Regions from separate parts of the Mus musculus genome. Here all the other regions are linked to region 2. Evidence: chromatin contacts called from public HiChIP or PLAC-seq data. All regions are on one chromosome and are shown on one strand. Each heading gives the region's core, a stretch centred on a gene start, on an enhancer-like site or on the middle of the called end of the contact. The rest is flanking DNA. Distances are from core to core; before and after follow the strand shown. Region 1 overlaps Tg (thyroglobulin). Region 2 overlaps Zfat (zinc finger and AT hook domain containing). Region 3 overlaps St3gal1 (ST3 beta-galactoside alpha-2,3-sialyltransferase 1). Region 4 has its middle 58 kb from the start of Gm31342.

Region 1 (2,700 bases), core at 112-2,611, 1.5 Mb after region 2:
TAACCAAAACGGTTAACAACAGCAACAAAGACAACGACAACGACAAAAACAACAAGGTTTTTAGGCGGTCTCATTGTGTGGATTTCCTGATATCAAACACTGCCGAGATTCTGATATCCTTAATGAAGCTGGGACCAAGAGGATGTAAGTAAGATTACATGCCATCAAAGTTGATGTCCTAACTTTGATCACCAGATCCCACATGTTAGAAAGAGAGAATTGACTTAATCAAGTTGTCCTATGACTTCACATGCTCATGGTGCCATGTATGTTCAGGCTACACCCACACACATACACACACATACACACACATGCACACACAAACATACACACACACGAGCATGCACATACACATGTACATGCACACACATACACACACACACACCAAATACATAAATCATTAATTGTAAAAACTAATTGGAGCTAGCAATTAAATGATAGCAATACTTCACAGTGTTACCTTCTGGATCCTTCCCATTTGATACATATCCAGTTGTTGGCAGATTTTCTTATTTGACTTATTGCTGATGTTATTAATGGTTCTTTAAAATTTGTATTGACATATAGTCACTATATGTAATGATGGACTTTATAAGAAAATTTTCATTGACATTTATCATGTACTTTGACCATGATAATGCCTCATATCCTCTCCTTTCCCCCACTACTCTCCCCTCCCACTAAAGCTAGAGGCTTCTCTATTTTCTGGCAAGTTCTCATCCTCTGGTGCCACACTGGCTAAAATTAGATTTCTTCCACCCTCTCCTCTTGGTGGTAAACACTCCTCATTTTTTTCTCTGTTCAGTCTCAGACTCATAATCTAAACAGAAACCCAGCACTCTCAATGAACACTCTCATACAGCACACACCCCTGGTAGTTTGAGGGGAAAAATATCTGCCATGGGCTCAGATTGTATAAAACCATTTCTTGGTGTTCTGTAGGGTTAGTGGTAGGGATATTCATTTGATGTGGGCACCAGAAATCAGCCCTGGATGGGGTAAGTGATCTTAGATAGAACTTAGCTAGTTTCTAGAAACTGAGCATAGGAGCCCTACAATCCCTTGACTCTATGAAGGTGACGAAATGCAGGCTTATTTTGCTTTGGTGATGCCCACATCTATCACCTCAGCTAGCTGGGGAACACCTTGGCCTCGGTGATGGAAAGCTTTGCAACTTTTGCACTCAGCACCTGGACTGATGCCTCCCATCTGCCTGGTAGGTTGTGCTTTGTGGTAGAGGACATATCCCAAGGTTGTGGTTATATCACGTGAGGACCACTACTAAGTCATGGCTGGCCACACCACCCCTCCTTCAACCCTCTGGTCCTCTCTCCAGTAGCCTTTTGACATCTCTCCTTTGCCATCTTTGAAGTGGAATTTGCTATGAGCTGGCATTCAGACCAAGTCCAGAAGTGAGGAATGCAGTGACATCTGAGGAATGGAATTCCAAAGTGTCAGAGATGCCAAGCAATTTGCTGCAATAACCACAGATGACTTGAAAGCATTTTCTGCTTTCAGGAGTTTGACCTGCATTCCCTGGGTTGTTTGCCTCAGCAGGTGGTCCAAAGGATCATGAAAATAACACTGAAAAGCAGACTTTGGTGTGCTTCCTGTTTAAAGGAAGTGGAGTCTACTGAGTTGTAGATTCCTAAACTAGGACCCTACCCACATTAGCTTTCGATATCAGATCTAAGCCTGGATAACCTTGGTCCAGGTCTCTGCTTTATTCAACTGTGACATTAGTAGCTAGCTGATAAACAAAAGAAATGCACCCTACTGAGGATTGCCATGGGACATACAAGTGAATGACCAGATAGTTGGAACTTGGAAAAAAAAATCCCCAGTTTAGAACATACACTCACACACACACACACACACACACACACACACACATCAGATATATATATATATATATATATATATATATATATATATATATACATACTCACATACACCACATATATACATACACAGATACCACACATACAACATCACACACACACATATATATACACATGCACACGCACACACACATATGTGTGTGTGTGTGTATATATATATCACAGACCCCACACACATATCTCCAACACCACACAAACATACACATAGAACATCACACACACACACATCACACACACACACACATACACACACACACACATTCATGCCTACATACATACACAACACACAAACACTATATATATGATACCACACACACACCATATACATACACATAGCACACACACAGAAACATACATGTAGCATATATGCATAGCACACACACACACACACACGACTGAATTGAAAACCCAAAGCTTGGGCTAGAGAGATTGTTCAGTTGGCAAACTCTTGCCTCACAAATGTGAGGACCTGAGTTTGTTCCATTAAGCCCATTCAATAAGCTAGGCAAATGCTTGTAATTCCAGCGATGGTGAAATGTAAGGTAGCGATAAGCAGATCCTTGGGAACTTTATTGTCCGGCTATGCTAGCCTCAGTGAAACCCCTGGCCAATGAGAGACCCTGTCGCAAACAAAAACTGGAAGGCACTAGGGAATGATACCCAAAAACGTTGTCTACTGATAAACACACACACACACACACACACACACACAGACACACACACACACAGACACACACACACACAGACACACACAGACACACACACACAGACACACACACACACACACACACACACACAC
Region 2 (2,864 bases), core at 135-2,634:
CTCTGCCTGTGAGCTGTTCCTCTCTGGTGGATGACAGGTACGTAAGAGGTACTGTGAATACAGTGGCTGCGTGCTTTGGAGGTGCTAAGTCTGGCCTGGAGATTATATGCTCTGGCTTGAGGGTAAAAGGAGGCTTCCTAGGGAAATTGATGTCAAAAATGTTAGACCTGTTATTGAATTAGAAAAGAAAAAAAACTTAAAAAAAAAGGGAAGGAAAGAAGATGACTGGTCCTGAGTTTGGCGCAAGGTAAATGTAAAAAAAAGAAAGAAAGAAAGAAAGGAAGAAAGGAAGAAAGAAAGGAAGGAAGGAAGGAAGGAAGGAAGGAAGGAAGGAAGGAAGGAAGGAAGGAAGGAAGGAAGGAAGGACATGACTGGTCCCAGGTTTCAGCAACAAATAAGTGAAAACAATAAATAAAAAGGGAAGGACATGACTGCTGCTAGGTGTGGTGGAGGAGGTTTATTATAGATAAAAGGGATACAACAGCCAGAGGCAGACTGTCTGGGAGAGTCCAGAGTGGTCATGACCCCGAGCCTTGTGAGGAGAAGGGGGAGGGAGAGAGGGGAACCAGGTACAAAAGCCAGGAGACCCAAAAGTACAAAGAGAGCAGGTAACCAAAATGGTTGGATTGTATAGGGAATAACATTCTAGCCCCTGGCCTGAAAAAGTTTAGGGTAGGTGGTAGGGTATATCAGCCAGGAGAACCCTGCAAAAAAAATAAGCTAGGGTCTGAGGGATGCAGGGGGAATCTGATGGCCAGTGCCTGCTTTGATATGTTAATTAAACACCTTAGCCATTTGTCCCAGCTTTGAAACCTGTTTAATGTTTTCTCTTCTGGATATTTGTTACAGATAAAGCCATTATCAATGATGTATGAGCATATTGCTCTGACATTGTTATGAAGTTCACTGACTAAGTCATTTCTGTTCAAACCCTACCTCTGCTGCTGCCTAGCCCTGTGACTTTGGGTCATGCTAACTAATCTTTGCAAGCCTCAATGTGGTTTTTTTGTTTGTTTTGTTTTTTAACCTATAAATATATTTATTTTGCTTTATATGTGTGTATGTGTCTGTGTTTATGTGTGTGTATGTGTGTATGTGTGCCTGCATGTATATCTGTGCATCACATGTGTGCTGGTACCAACAGACACCAGAAAAGGACATCACATTCCATAGAACTAGAGTCACAAGTTGTTGTGAGCCACCCGATGTGGGTGCCAGGAAACACACTTGCGTTCTCTGTAAGAGTTGCAAATATTCTTAACGACCGACCGAGCCATCTGTCTATCATGTTTCTGTTTTCTTGACTGTGTAGTTGGGATAGTGCTGCCGAGGTCCCATCCCTGGGGAGTAAATGAAGGAGAGCCTGTGCAGGGCTCAGCACGGTGTCTGTGGTGTATGCACAGCAGCATGAGTCACCATGGCTGTCCTTTCCACAGTACGTCTGATGAAGCTGCAGGGCGGAAACAGCTTTGGCCTTTGCCTTCTGATGCCTTAGCTGTGAGGTAGAACAGGACGCAGTCTCTTCCCACAGAGGAGTATGGCATTGTGCAGAAACCTGAAAGGCTCCTTCTCTCCAGGTTCTGATAAATAATTCATTGTCTCCCCTATTGCTTCCTAGGCTTTGGAAATAAATGTCAGGGAGATTGACTGTCAGGGCTCCCGCAATGCTAGTCTTTCCAGATTTTCCAGTATCTGGAGCTATACTGACTAGAGACCAAGCTGCCATCTAAGAGCACTGGGTGGCCATGATAAAGTCAGTGTGACCTTAATTCCACTTTGCTTTCTTGGGGTGTGAGCTATTTTAAAAGACGAAATCAAGGAAGTACATCCATTGAGTCAGAGTGAACAGGGATGCAGGCACATCTAAGAGCTACGTTATTTAATGATAGCCTGGTTGGAAAGGTAGTTCATTGTTTTTTGTTAATTTGAGATAGGATTTCCTTGTGTAGTCTTGGCTCTCCTAGAACTAGCTCTACAGACCAGCTTGGCCTCAGACCCACAGAGATCTACGTGCTAACTGCTGAGGTTAAAGGCAGTGCCACCTCCACCTGTAGTACTTTCTTAACTAGGATACTGCCACTCAGAATGCTATGGCTATAGGGAAATAGCATACAGTTGCCATCCTGTCAGCCATTTTTGAGTACACTGCCTACTGTTACAGTGGCCACATCTATAACAGGGGCTCTGTATAGTGGAAACTGATCTGTGTGCTGAGGAACTTGAGGTGGAAGGCTTGTATCCAGGACTGCTCAACTCAAAGGAATTTTCTCTGTACTATACACTGGGTCCATCCAGATGTTTACAGCTGACTATCATTAGTCAGCCCTGAGGGGCTTCAGCAGTAAGGTCTTTGGTAGAGAATAAAGACACCCACTTTCCAGCGCTACATGTCCAGCAAATGGTTCTGGAAAAAGTGCCCGAGCATCTCTGGGTCTTTGGTTTGTTTCCTACTGAGTGAATTATGTTTGGTGTACACATCTCACGAAGTTTTTTTGTTTTTGTTTTTTAAACAATAAAATGAGAGACTAGCGGAGAGTCTCATAAACTTGAGTGATGTACAAAGAAAAGGCCTATATTATTATTTTTTTTTATTTTGTTGGGCTGTTTTGTTTTGAAAACTTCCCCTTGATTATTTGTTTCTTTGCCAGGACTTTTGGCCTTGGATTTACAACGGTGATTTTTTTTTTTTTTTTTTTTTTTTTTTTGATAAAGAACGTTGAACTCACGGGCTCAGATACACAATGACTCTGGCCCCTTCTTTTGTTGGAGACTTAAAACACAAGGCACAGCTCCTTCTCCAAAAGCCTCACTGGCTATTGTCACCTGGTGATCCTTTGCTTCTTACCTGCTGACACCTCTCCACT
Region 3 (2,764 bases), core at 232-2,731, 1.1 Mb after region 2:
GCTACACCCCCAGCCTGGGGCTGTAATGTTTTCTCTCTGTCTACAACAGTTCAGCTACCCACAATTACTGAGCACTAGTCAATCTGCTAAATCTTCAACATAGGTGTGGCGTGTGTGTGTGTGTGTGTGTGTGTGTGTGTGTGTGTGTGTCTGTGTGTGTGTGTGTGTGTGTGTGTGTGTGTGTGTACTTGAGTTCACAACAAAAGGGTGGCTGTAGGGAAGGATAGAGATATGATGTCATAGCTCTTATGGCCACTCCAAAGGAAAGCCTGCTGTGCCTCAGGGACTTCATGCCCCTGTGGTTTGCGTATGTTCTTCCTTGCTGGAACAGCTCATTCTTTGCCTCATCATGAGTCAATTGTCATCTCTTCTTCAAAACTCATGCATGCACATGTCCTGTCTTCTGGGAATCACCCCTTTCCATATCCATTTTTACCCCAGTCTTCAACCAGGCTGTCTCCTTTGACATCTCCTACCCAACCTCCCCACTGCGTGTTATTGTCACCCTGGCCAGTCCTAAATAGCCCTGTGCTATTTAAAGAAGCAGGGCTGGTATTTCCTCTTTCCTTTGTGAGCCCCTGCCTGCACTGAGTGCAGTTTTTCCTTTCCAGCACCAAGGAAGGTGATGGACCAGGCAAGTCTAGGCATTCCCAATGCACTAGAAAATGTACTCCAATGCCAGGCTGTTCCCCACTGCTCTCAGAATCACAGGCTGGCCCACCGGCTCCATCAATAAACACAAAACTCAGAGTGCAGCTAGCTGAGTGGGTGGGGGTCAGGCAGGACTCCTGGGAATCTGTCTTTCCTCTTCAGCCTCCTCAGGTCCCTGCCACCCTGGACACCACCTCAGATCTAGTTTTAAGCCAATGGAAACCAAAGATCCTCTATCTGTGGCCTTGAGGTGTTTTGACTTTGGGAACTTTTCCTCTTTCTCGATACTGGCCCAAATAGCTACTACTTACATTCCTACATGCTTCCACTTTACTAAGCAAGCACACCCAAATAGTTTTCAGCCCTTTCTGAAATCAATGGCTGGGTGAGGAGGAGGAAGGGGAAGGGGAGGGTAACAGAGCCAGCCTGCCTGAGATCCATTTGGCAAGCCTTTGTGTTACATCCCACAGCTCGTCCAAGAGGCTGTTCGGGGAAGACACGTCACTATGTTGCTCAATGGTTTTTGTGTAAACACTTTTTCTAAGCACTGAAATTACCCTCTGTGCTGAGAGTAATGGCGATCGGGAAAAAAAGCAGGAAAAGGACCTTTAAGTTAAGGCTGGTGACGCAAACTTGCTTTTGCTTTTTGTCCTTTAGAACAGAATCACCCTCCTGCACTTAGCAGTCTCTGCAGATGGGCAGTGTACTCAATAGGGCCTCTACGGGTCAGACTCTGTCTCTCCCCATCCCCCTTCAATCCTATGCTTGAGTCAAGGAGAGTCACTCTAAAAGTGTTCCTGGAATCACCTTGAAAAATCATTGCACTGCATGGTGGTTGTGTAATATTCTAGCAAACAACAGTAGAACTTGGAAGTTTCCATCCCTCTATTGCTGCGTACTTGTGTGTCATGCACATCAATACATATGATCACGCTGGTTACTGTTACCAGCCCTGTGATGTTGTGAGCATTTTCCTTCGTTTGTACTATGTCCCGGGGATGCATTCCCAGGACCAGTGGAACTGCTTTCAGAATTTCTCCCACCTGTTTGCAATTGTGACCTTGCTGGGGAAGGAAGCCAGGAAGATTGGGAACAGAAGCTGGAAGATGATCACAAGAGGCTGGGAGAGGGACAGGGAAGAAAAACCCAAGAAGATCCCACAGCACTGTGAGATCGTGTAACAGGCAAGTGGATCTTTTTTCTTCGGGGCTCAGTATCCAGGTCATGGAGGAACAGGAGCAAGGAGATGTCAAACAAAGAAGAGGCAGGGCATGGAGTCAAGGGAGTTTGTTTCTGATAGAACGAGAACCTGTTCTCCAATCTTGCATTCCTCAGGGGCTAGCATGTGGGTGGGACAGGATGTTTGCTAGCAGTTAATGAGCTACACTGGACTGTGACCCACTTCGGGTCATCTTGGGTTGTTGATAATCTACAGGATTATTGCAACAAGCGTGGCTCGTGGGTGCTTGCTCCAAATGTCTGCCGAGCCTGCGGGTCATTTGTACCTGGTGGTGGTACTTCAGGGCTCCAAGAAATTGAGAATGCCTATGGGCCATGAGAGGTGGAATGCCCACATCCCTTTTGAATTCAGGGGCTTCCAAGATTCCAGCATCTGGTGGAATCCAAATAGCTTTGGCTCTTCTAAATGTCCTGAAGTCCAGAAGAACTTCCTAGCATAAGCCACACTTCATCAGCTACCCATGACTTAGATGTGAGAATGAGCCAGGGAAGGGAGGGTCATACACACACACACACACACACACACACACACACACACAGAGAGAGAGAGAGAGTGCCCCAGGGATGGGTTTGCATGTGGCAGGAAAGGCATCTTCGGGGAAATTCCTCACCCAGCTGCAATGTACACACCCAGCTGCTGAAGTTTTTCCTATGCCTCACTTCCTTTTTCTATAAACTGACATAACAAGACCTACATGAAGGATGATTTTAAGAGTTAACAAGTTAATAGAATAAAACTCCAAGGGGCAAGTAGATCAGAAAGGCTACAGAACATGCATGTGTGCATGTATTTCTATACACATATTCACCTTGTATGCATGCATAGATGTGCATGTACTTACTTCATTCATGTGATGCATATATGTATGTCCAC
Region 4 (2,859 bases), core at 225-2,724, 1.1 Mb after region 2:
AAAAGGGGACAGCCAAAGTCCCCAGCCAGTGTGGACAGGATAATAAATGTTCTCTTCCCACGGTTCACATGAAACCCAGGTCCACTGGAAACCTAGGACCTGAAACTTGTTCTTGGTTATCTATTATTTCTGAACTGTATGCCTATGAGAGAGCTTGATCTGAATCATGGTTTATTAATCTGTAAGAGGGTATTAAATGACATGGTAGACATGAAAAATTGTGCCAGCCATTTTCTGAGATTTTCTATGTGTCTAACATGTATTATGTTCCTCCTGAAATTCTCCCAAGAGACTGAGGTGGCAGTGGTATCTGCACCATACCTATGACTATAATGCTATATGCCTGTGGTCACCCTGTTCATAACTCCTCAGCCAAGAACAAAGACCAGAGCTGATTGTATATCTGTCAGGCCAGAGTAGGCTAATGCTGCAAAAACAAATAAGCTTCAAGTCCCACTAATGGAGAACAAGGCTAGTTTCTTTTAGGAGCAGTTTCAGGGATTTTGTGCTTTCCTTCATGTAGTGACCCAGCCAGTCATGAAAGACATTATTACCAACTTCACCTCCTTCAGCACATAGCCTTCAAGGTCACTGTACAGGAAACTGGTAATGCCTCATAAGCTCTCAAATGTCTCCAGTTAGATCTGATACCCACCACTTCCATATAGGTCCATTGACCAGCAGGAGTTTCATTGCCCAAACAACATCATAATGGGAAAATGAATGGTGGGATAAAAGTTCCAGAATCCTCGAGGGCAACCGGCCACCTCTGCCAAAATCTCTCCTTGATGTCAGAGATCCTGTCCTAGACTTAGAGCCAATTCGTGACAGCTCACCAGGTCTGCTCTGGTCAACCCTGGTTGATCAGAAGGCTTAAAAGATGCAAGCAGTAGGACGGGCTATAGAGAGGCAACCCAGGGGACAGGATGCCCAGCATCAGAGAATAGAGAATGAGGCTGCTCACCCCAGTTGCAGTTGTGTGCAAGCAAAGGCAGAGAGGGCTTGGTGGAGATGCTTGAACATCAGGGAGAATACAATGGAAAGATTGCAGATTGGCCAGAAATCCAAGCTATGCTCATTCCCAGGGACTTCAGGGTGGGTGCTTCTGTGTGCTGACTTTAGTTCCTAAAGTACACACTGGAAGGCTTGAGTACGATGTTTGTATCTCAAGGTTCCATCCAACCATGCCATTCCACTCTCAGAGGTCCTAGAAAGGCAGAGACACTGAACGTGGTTTTTCTTCTGAATGCCCAGCATCTAGCAAAGTACCAGGTACCTGGTTGGCAGGTGTATCAGAATCATGTTGGTTGCCAATAATACTAGATAGGATGGATGTTAACCTGTACTTAGAGCATAAACATTCCAGCCAGGCCTCTGGGTTCCCCTCACCTGCTTCTCACATGCCTCAGGACAGGCAGCCTCACTGACATACACATTTTACACAAATCTAGCATTCCAAGAGATGAGTCGTACTGCCCAGAGCCACACAGCTCAGCTCAGCAGCAGCGGACCTCAATGGGAACCAGGCACTCAGACTCTGAGCCTACGCTGTCTGCCCCTCTCCTGCCACGGTACCCTGGAATAGCTAAATGGTGTACACACCATCAAGATATCTGAAACTGTGTCGGCCACCTCAACACCAAACTCCCAGAGAGAAACTGGGCGGAGTGTGGTGTGAGATCGTGCAAACGGTGAGAACTGCTCTGCCCTCAAGGCCAGGGAAACTGATCTCTAAGTCTTGTTCCACACAGAGTTACCCTGGAGAGGAGCCCCTGGGCTGGTGCATCATCAGAGCACCAGGCAGGCAGGGAAGGCTGGGGCTTCCAAAGAGGTTCATTTTGCAGAAACATACCGAGTTAGGGATGCGGAGATGACTGTGTAGTCCACAGGCCAGATGCACCAAGCTGGATGCTGGGCACACCACCAGACTTCACCAGATGGTAGAGCCTTCCCAGCTGAAGGGCCCGAAGCCCTCTTGTACTTCCCATGGCTTGCCTCTGTCCTTGTTTACATCCTTCTTGAACACCTTGCAGGTCCCTCATCTCCCAACACCACATTCCTGTACCTAGACTGACCAAGGCTCCTCCTTCCTCCCACTTCCCACAAACTAGCAACACTGCTCTTGACCTTTGGAGACAAACTCTCCTCACTTAGGGCTCCATATGCTTCCACCTTCTAAGATGTGTTCTAGCATGTTTATTCTCTTCAACTCCACAGATCCTAACCACACACCTCCTTCCTTCACTGTCCCTGTTTGTCTGATTCTCCATTACAGAACAGGTGTGCCCAGAGCTCAAAGTAGAGACCTGAGAAGTCTCACTATGTCACCTCCTCCCTTTGCCTATCCAACGTCAGTCCGGCCCTTCTGCCACTAAAAGAGACATGGTTCATAACCATACTTTCCATGCCCCTATTCCCTCTGCGTGTGTTCAGGATATTTCTATCTTCCAGTCATATAAAAGCCAACCCATCATCAATCGCTTTCTCTGCTACCTGTCTTGGCACTCACCCATCTGCATGCTGTATATACAGACAGTTGGTCTAAAACACAAGCCAGTATACATCAGTCATTTGCAGCCGCATCTATCCTACATAGCATCTTCTCACTGACCAGGTCTCAGCTCACAGGCTTTTGTACACATGGGATCCAGGATGTCTCTACTTTCTTTCGTAGTTCTTGGCCAAACATTTATATGCAGAAGGCAGAAGTACTACAGGGATGGGCTTCTTCACACCCCATGCACATTTAAGATCTGGTTCCTATCATGTCCTCTAACACCCAGTGAAGAACATCAAAAACAACCTCAGATTCTTTGATATTCCTCCTCTGAAGTTTCCCCTCACTGTTAACAAAAATGA

The links. HiChIP or PLAC-seq counts read pairs in DNA pulled down with a chosen protein or histone mark.
Region 1: a FOXA1 HiChIP or PLAC-seq map of pancreatic cancer cells shows a contact between it and region 2. The contact joins two enhancer-like sites. A contact is called at or near these places in 7 of 39 promoter capture datasets (3T3-L1-derived adipocytes, cranial neural crest, frontonasal cranial neural crest and 4 more) and 2 of 115 datasets of contacts at active chromatin or transcription factors (embryonic stem cells and pancreatic cancer cells).
Region 3: an HNF4G HiChIP or PLAC-seq map of pancreatic cancer cells shows a contact between it and region 2. The contact joins two enhancer-like sites. A contact is called at or near these places in 1 of 15 datasets of contacts at CTCF or cohesin (the NIH/3T3 cell line), 2 of 484 Hi-C or Micro-C datasets (bone marrow-derived macrophages and cochlea) and 2 of 115 datasets of contacts at active chromatin or transcription factors (extraembryonic endoderm stem cells and pancreatic cancer cells).
Region 4: a contact with region 2 is called in an HNF4G HiChIP or PLAC-seq map of pancreatic cancer cells. The contact joins two enhancer-like sites. A contact is called at or near these places in 2 of 15 datasets of contacts at CTCF or cohesin (large pre-B cells and pro-B cells), 4 of 484 Hi-C or Micro-C datasets (the HPC-7 cell line, hematopoietic stem cells, nephron progenitors and 1 more) and 4 of 115 datasets of contacts at active chromatin or transcription factors (DN3 thymocytes, T-cell acute lymphoblastic leukemia, large pre-B cells and 1 more).

The regions. Positions count from the first base shown.
Region 1 is chr15:66,731,597-66,734,296 of GRCm38.p6, reverse strand. All of the region lies in intron 27 of Tg (thyroglobulin), which reads right to left. Among named protein-coding and RNA genes, the nearest start is that of Tg, 62 kb to the right of the region's middle. Within about 2 kb of position 1,361, at least 94 of the 459 cell types and tissues checked have an H3K27ac peak or open chromatin away from gene starts, as enhancers often do. A contact at or near this core is called in pancreatic cancer cells, where this site is marked.
Region 2 is chr15:68,216,786-68,219,649 of GRCm38.p6, reverse strand. The region is part of intron 2 of Zfat (zinc finger and AT hook domain containing); the gene reads left to right. Among named protein-coding and RNA genes, the nearest start is that of Zfat, 41 kb to the left of the region's middle. Within about 2 kb of position 1,384, at least 53 of the 459 cell types and tissues checked have an H3K27ac peak or open chromatin away from gene starts, as enhancers often do. A contact at or near this core is called in pancreatic cancer cells, where this site is marked.
Region 3 is chr15:67,145,263-67,148,026 of GRCm38.p6, reverse strand. The region is part of intron 2 of St3gal1 (ST3 beta-galactoside alpha-2,3-sialyltransferase 1); the gene reads left to right. Among named protein-coding and RNA genes, the nearest start is that of Gm31400, 23 kb to the left of the region's middle. Within about 2 kb of position 1,481, at least 170 of the 459 cell types and tissues checked have an H3K27ac peak or open chromatin away from gene starts, as enhancers often do. A contact at or near this core is called in pancreatic cancer cells, where this site is marked.
Region 4 is chr15:67,095,971-67,098,829 of GRCm38.p6, reverse strand. No RefSeq gene overlaps it. Among named protein-coding and RNA genes, the nearest start is that of Gm31342, 58 kb to the right of the region's middle. Within about 2 kb of position 1,474, at least 13 of the 459 cell types and tissues checked have an H3K27ac peak or open chromatin away from gene starts, as enhancers often do. A contact at or near this core is called in pancreatic cancer cells, where this site is marked.